Linked DNA regions of Zea mays: region 1 is linked to region 2. The links are chromatin contacts, called in public Hi-C maps. All regions are on one chromosome and are shown on one strand. The core of a region is the stretch at or near the end of the contact, and the rest is flanking DNA. Distances in the headings are between cores, read along the strand shown. Region 1 holds the start of LOC100276211. Region 2 holds the start of LOC100216639 (EIL transcription factor).

Region 1 (2,700 bases), core at 157-2,656, 210 kb after region 2:
AGAAAAAGTCCAAAGCCGACCGATCCATCGACCCAGAAATAGCCACTGCAAACCCCTAGGCCCTAGCCGGAGATAATGCGCACTGAATCAAACTCAGCAATTCAACGGTAATCCAGCGATTCGGCTGACCATCGGCAGGTCCGTCGTTTGCTAGAGTCCCTCCCCTGGACCGACGAGGGAGTTTTACGCTCTGGTGAAGCTTAGTGTGAAGCCCCAACGCCTATGTTCATAGGGTCGGATGTCGCCTCCGCCTGCGAGGCGTTGGTCATGTCGGACAGGGGCTGTAGAGTTGGAGCAGCAGCGGGGCCGCGGGCGGGGGGACAATGGAAGGGGGCGCTGTTGCAAGGCTGGAGCAGCGACATCGTGGCAAGCGGTGGTGAAGGGGAGGGTTGGACAACCGACGACGTTCGTGGCTGGAGGAGCGGTGGAGCCGATGGCTTCGCTTTGGCACGAGCGAGGCTTGGTGCAGGGGCGCCGTCATGAAGCTACAGCAGCGGCATTGTGGGGAGCAGTGGCGGCGGAGAGAACAATGCCGACGCTCCCCTTCTCGATCTCTCTTCTTTTTTTTATCACGTAGCGTGAAGCTTCCAGTAAAAGAGAGGTTGGACAGGAGCCTACGCACACACGAAGAGACGTAGCCGCTGAACAGCGATCGGACAGTGCAAATTTTTTCGCCGATGTAGACGAACGCTGTCGCACGTTTGCGTCGCGCTCTATATAGTAGTAATATGAGGCTAAAATATCCTTTTCATTATTTTTATATTTTATTTTATGCTTGCCTTTGCGTGTTGCAAAGCACTTCTATTTAAATTTTAATTATCTTTTTCACTATACAAGTCAATAATCTATAAAGTAAAATATTTTGGTAAGTTAGTGGTTCCAATGGAACATCTTTCTACTGAAATAAGATTTGTCCCTAAGGTAGAAGGACTTTAATTCAACCTATATAATTTTTGTGAACTAGAGTATTTTCATTTAAACTGGGATTATTTTTTAATTAGGAATGAGTGATTTCTATATATAGAAGTAAAAAATTCTTCTGTGTAAAAGCTAAGCCTAAGGGCTAGTTTGGCAACATCATTTTTCAAAGGATTATCATTTTCAAAGGAAAAATAAACTAATTTCACTTAGAAAAGTAAAATTGCATTTAAAAATAGGGTTGTTTGTAACTTTATTTTCTCAAGTGATTTCTGTTTTTTTAAAGAAAAATAAACTAATTTTCTTTGAAAATATGAAAATCTTTTAGAAAATAGGATTTCCAAATTAGCATGAAACATTTTCCCCCATAAGCTGAGGCATTTTTTTTCGTGAAAGAAAACGGGTTCCCGAGTCCCGACGGCCGACGCGCCTTACGCCTAATCCAGCGGCTACGAAATAAAACACATCCTCCTTCCTTTACTTCTCCCGTTCGTCCCCCGTGCTCTTTCTCCCTCTCGTGGCGCTGGGCGACCGCCTACGCAGGCCAGGCGCCGTCGCCCTAAGCTACGCCAGGTTCCCGGGTCTTGGTCGGTCCCTTCACCGGCGAAGAGCACCCACCAGGTATGCGCGCCTTATCTTTCCCTCCTGCTGTGCGAGACCGAGTGACAGAACCCTAATTTAAGCTATTTGGCTATTTGTATCCGGACCTGATCTAACTACAAGTTACTAACTACGATTTTTGCCGCAAAACATATTGGTTGTACATATGTATACCCATGTCCTTTAATCGAGCTCAGACGCGCCGGTGCCTGGATCCGGAGGAAGTGCTGCGGGTTTCGGCGGTTCGTCTCTCTCGTTGTTTCCGGCGGGGTTATGAAGGCGGTGGGATACAACCTCTACGATAGCAGCGGTAAGTTTGCCCGAATTGACCAGTTTTAATCCTGATGTTTTTTTTCTTGGTTAGGGATCCCCGTTCTATTGGGTCAATTTGTGTTTCATCCTCACTGTATGATCTTGAGATTGATGTTGCTACTAAGCAATGTAAATGTGCAGCAGAAGATTTAAATTGCGGTGTTATACAGATAGCCCAATGAATAAATTGTTGAAACTTTCTTTCCCCAAAACTTTGGATTTTTACTCCTGACGCCCAGGATTAAGTCCTGGGTCATTAGATATTAGATATAAGGGTCCTGATCGCAAGATGATGGAAACAAATAATATTACAACTGTATACTCAAAGTTTGAGAGTAAGCATTATATGTCTCCATTTTTTTTGCTAAGGAATAAATAACCATTTTTTCCTTACCACACGGAAGCTCTAGGATGGGGTTTCTTTATTTTGACACCTAAAAGAAATTACAAAAAACATTCTTTAAAAAAAATGCAGCTTGTATTAAATATAATTCAGGGGCTTGTTTATAGGTATTTCAGATTTCAGAGATGTAATACGGAGTATTGGCTATGGAAATCTCTATACCAGTGCTGTAGTAGTTTTACTTGATGAGTTACGTGTCAGGAAAGATTTTCTACTTTACAGTTTACACTTAGGGTCCGTTTGGATCCTTTCATTTTGAAGGAATTGGAATCTACTTAATAGAGTAGGTTATTTGGTTTGGAATTTATCATTCCACCACTTTCCAAAGTTTAGATATAAGCCTATCTTAAATTCATAGGATGAGGAGTGGAAATTGATCTTATCATCTTTTATATCACTAGTCTATGTTTCTACTCTACAACTTATAACATGTTCTTCGGCTCGCTCCTCTATAGTAGAAATGTAGC
Region 2 (2,700 bases), core at 49-2,548:
GTGGTTTCTTGTAAGGAGGAACTTGGCCGCTTGGAAGACCCAGGGCGGTCCACCATTCCTCCTTCCCTGAAGGCCACCACGGGGGTGAAGCACCCTTCTCCAATGGGTACTTGCGCTGCGGTGGATCACAATGCTGCATCAATGAGGAAAGCAGTGAACCAAGAGTGGCATCTTGGAGATCCATCAAGCTGTGCTGGCTCTTAGTTCCACCACTCTGGGCAGTAGCGGATACTAAGTTGTCAGACTCGTATTTCTCAATCGCCGCAGGCCCGTTCTTATCAAACTTCACCTTCTCCTTCCACCAAGCTCTGATATTATCGGAAGCGCCACTGACAGGCTTCCCCTTGTCCGGGATGATCCCATAAACGAACCCGCGTGCATTGCACACCTGCATGAGCTTGAGCATATACTTGAGGATCCCGTCGTGTGCCCTTGACATCTTCTTGCGCATGGCCTGGTCGGATATGGGCTTGGGCCTCAACTTCTGCAGCTCTGCCTGCTGCAGGGCAAGCTTGTGCTGCCGCTCCTTGATCCTCCTCAGCCTGACTCTGTCCTTCCACATTCGCCGCGCCAGGTCCTCGGGCTCAATCTCCTCGTCACTGACATCGTTCTCAGTGAGGTTCTGGATGCCCTCCACCTCAAAGTCTGACGAGTCACCCAGCTCCGTCGCAAGCAGGGCAAGTTGATCCATAAGAACTACGGAGTACCACTTCGGTAACGCGGTTAAATTTCAAACTAGGCAACCTCCGGTGGCTAGCTGCGCTGCCCCCATCCACCAAAGGATCACAGCAGCCTGTGCCTGTCCACACGAAATTGGGCCCCTACAGTATCAATCAACACCCAAAAAAAAATGCATAGTCAGTGCGCAACCGACGAAAATGTCAAAACACGCAATTCCCCGCTACTCATTTGCTAATTATATGTACGTACCCATACAGGAATCCGTACCTCCCGCGTTGACCCTACCCTCGCGATTGAGGCGCCAAAACTATAATCCGTATAAGACAACAGCAGACGGCAGCGAGAGGGACGATCGAGCTTAAAAATCCATCCCCCTATCCCCGTTAATCCGCGACCGCACGGAGTAAGAACCCTAATCAGAGCAGCAACCGACGGCCAGAGGGGGTGGCAGTGCGTTCGTACCTGGCGGCGAACGGGGGGAGCGACGCGGAGGTGATGGGTGAGAATTTCTCGTCGAGTGGGACGCTCGAACGAGCGATTTGCTGGGTTGATGGAGAAGATTCGCTTCCCTTCTGGTTATTTATTATTTGAGATTTGGAAATCGGGAGCGAAAAAGAGAGAGAGAGAGGAGGAAGCACGATGGAAGGGAGAAACGGGGCAAGAGCAGGGATGGGCGAAAGCAGACACGAGGCCTCCGTTTGGTGTTTCGGTGGATCCTCTGCTCCGTTCGGTCGTGTTGGACCATATGTGTCGAATGTGTAGTGTGTTGGGCTGTTGTCCGGAAGACCGGACATGTACAGGAGAGCGCCTATTTATTCTCTCCGCAGCCCGCACGTCGGCAGGGGCCACAGCAGGTGCACCCTCCGCGCAGGAGGATCCGGTTCACCGGTCAGCGATGATGCGATGCCGATCCCAATTCCCAAAGTGCGCCGAGCTTTTTCAGTTTCTGCCCGCCGCACCTACAGCGAGTCTATGGCTACGCCCGTGCGTCCCACTGCTCAACAGGCCACTGGCTTCTTACTTGAAGAAGAGGAGAATTGGAGCCAGCCAAGCCAACAACTGTGAATTGTATCGCCTGAGATAATAACGGCACAGTAGCAGGGATCGAGAGCTGACGACGCAGCAGGCTGAGTGCACGTTGGGTGTGTATGTGATCGTGCACAGCCGGCCTGTCGTGGGTGGAGACCGGACGGCGTCGCGGTTCCTGGCGCTGCGCAGTGGTGGGAGGTGAACGAAGGCGGTCGTTGCTTCAACACCCTCCGCCCCCGCTGGGAGGGCACATCGAACCCCAAATTCAGGGTTGATCTACTTCATTTTATTTGTTGATTCTATTAACAAAATAGATTTAATCCCTTCGATCCTCATGCAACAGAAGAATGGCAGCAGACCGCAGAACCACTGTATATGAAAATAAGATATATTCCCGGCAAAGGCGTAACATAGCAAATCACTATGCAAGTCCCGTCCATCCGGGCCGCGACAATGGCATAGCAGCGGCGCACGCAGCACGTAATAATCAAAGCCGGAGACGGTACGGTGCGGTACGGTGCTCATGCCGCTCTCAGTCTAGTTCTAGTGTCTCTCCTCTCTCTTGCGGTAGCGCTTGAGGCCGTTGAGGCGGTCGATGAAGACGAGGCCGAATCGGTCCAGGTAAGGGGCGGACAAAGGGGTTCAGATGTATAGATGGCCAATAAACACGAGGTCCACGAGCCTGGTATGAAGTCTGCTGTTTGGGCTTGGTCCGAGTCCGGTTCTATGCGGGTCCGAGTCGGCTCAGCACGAATAAACGGGCCAGGCTCGGACAAGAAACTAGGCACGGTGGGCTAACCTGTCACGGTCCGTTTACCTCTAAGCCTGTTAAGCCCGTTTTTTTACTAAAACGTGCTTATCGGCTCGCTTAGCCCGCTTTTTCGTGTTAAACGGGCCCGCCGACCCGTTTAGACCCACTGCGGGCCGGGCTCGGACAGAAAATCAAGCCCGCGGGCTTAGACGGCCCAGCCCGGTTTTCTAACCGTGTCT

Evidence for each region. Hi-C and Micro-C count contacts between places; a contact is called where the count stands out from the background.
Region 1: a contact with region 2 is called in a Hi-C map of leaf, with 2.6 times the contacts expected there. The contact joins the promoter of LOC100276211 here to the promoter of LOC100216639 in region 2. A contact is called at or near these places in 9 of 25 Hi-C or Micro-C datasets (bundle sheath, ear, endosperm and 3 more).

Annotation. Positions count from the first base shown.
Region 1 is chr7:138,738,152-138,740,851 of Zm-B73-REFERENCE-NAM-5.0, forward strand. It overlaps LOC100276211, which reads left to right and starts at 1,407. Exons shown (of 9, transcript NM_001150053.1): 1 at 1,407-1,539; 2 at 1,716-1,828. The coding sequence starts at 1,792.
Region 2 is chr7:138,531,668-138,534,367 of Zm-B73-REFERENCE-NAM-5.0, forward strand. LOC100216639 (EIL transcription factor) reads right to left here and starts at 1,299. Exons shown (of 3, transcript NM_001359473.1): 1 at 1,144-1,299; 2 at 1-821. The coding sequence starts at 691.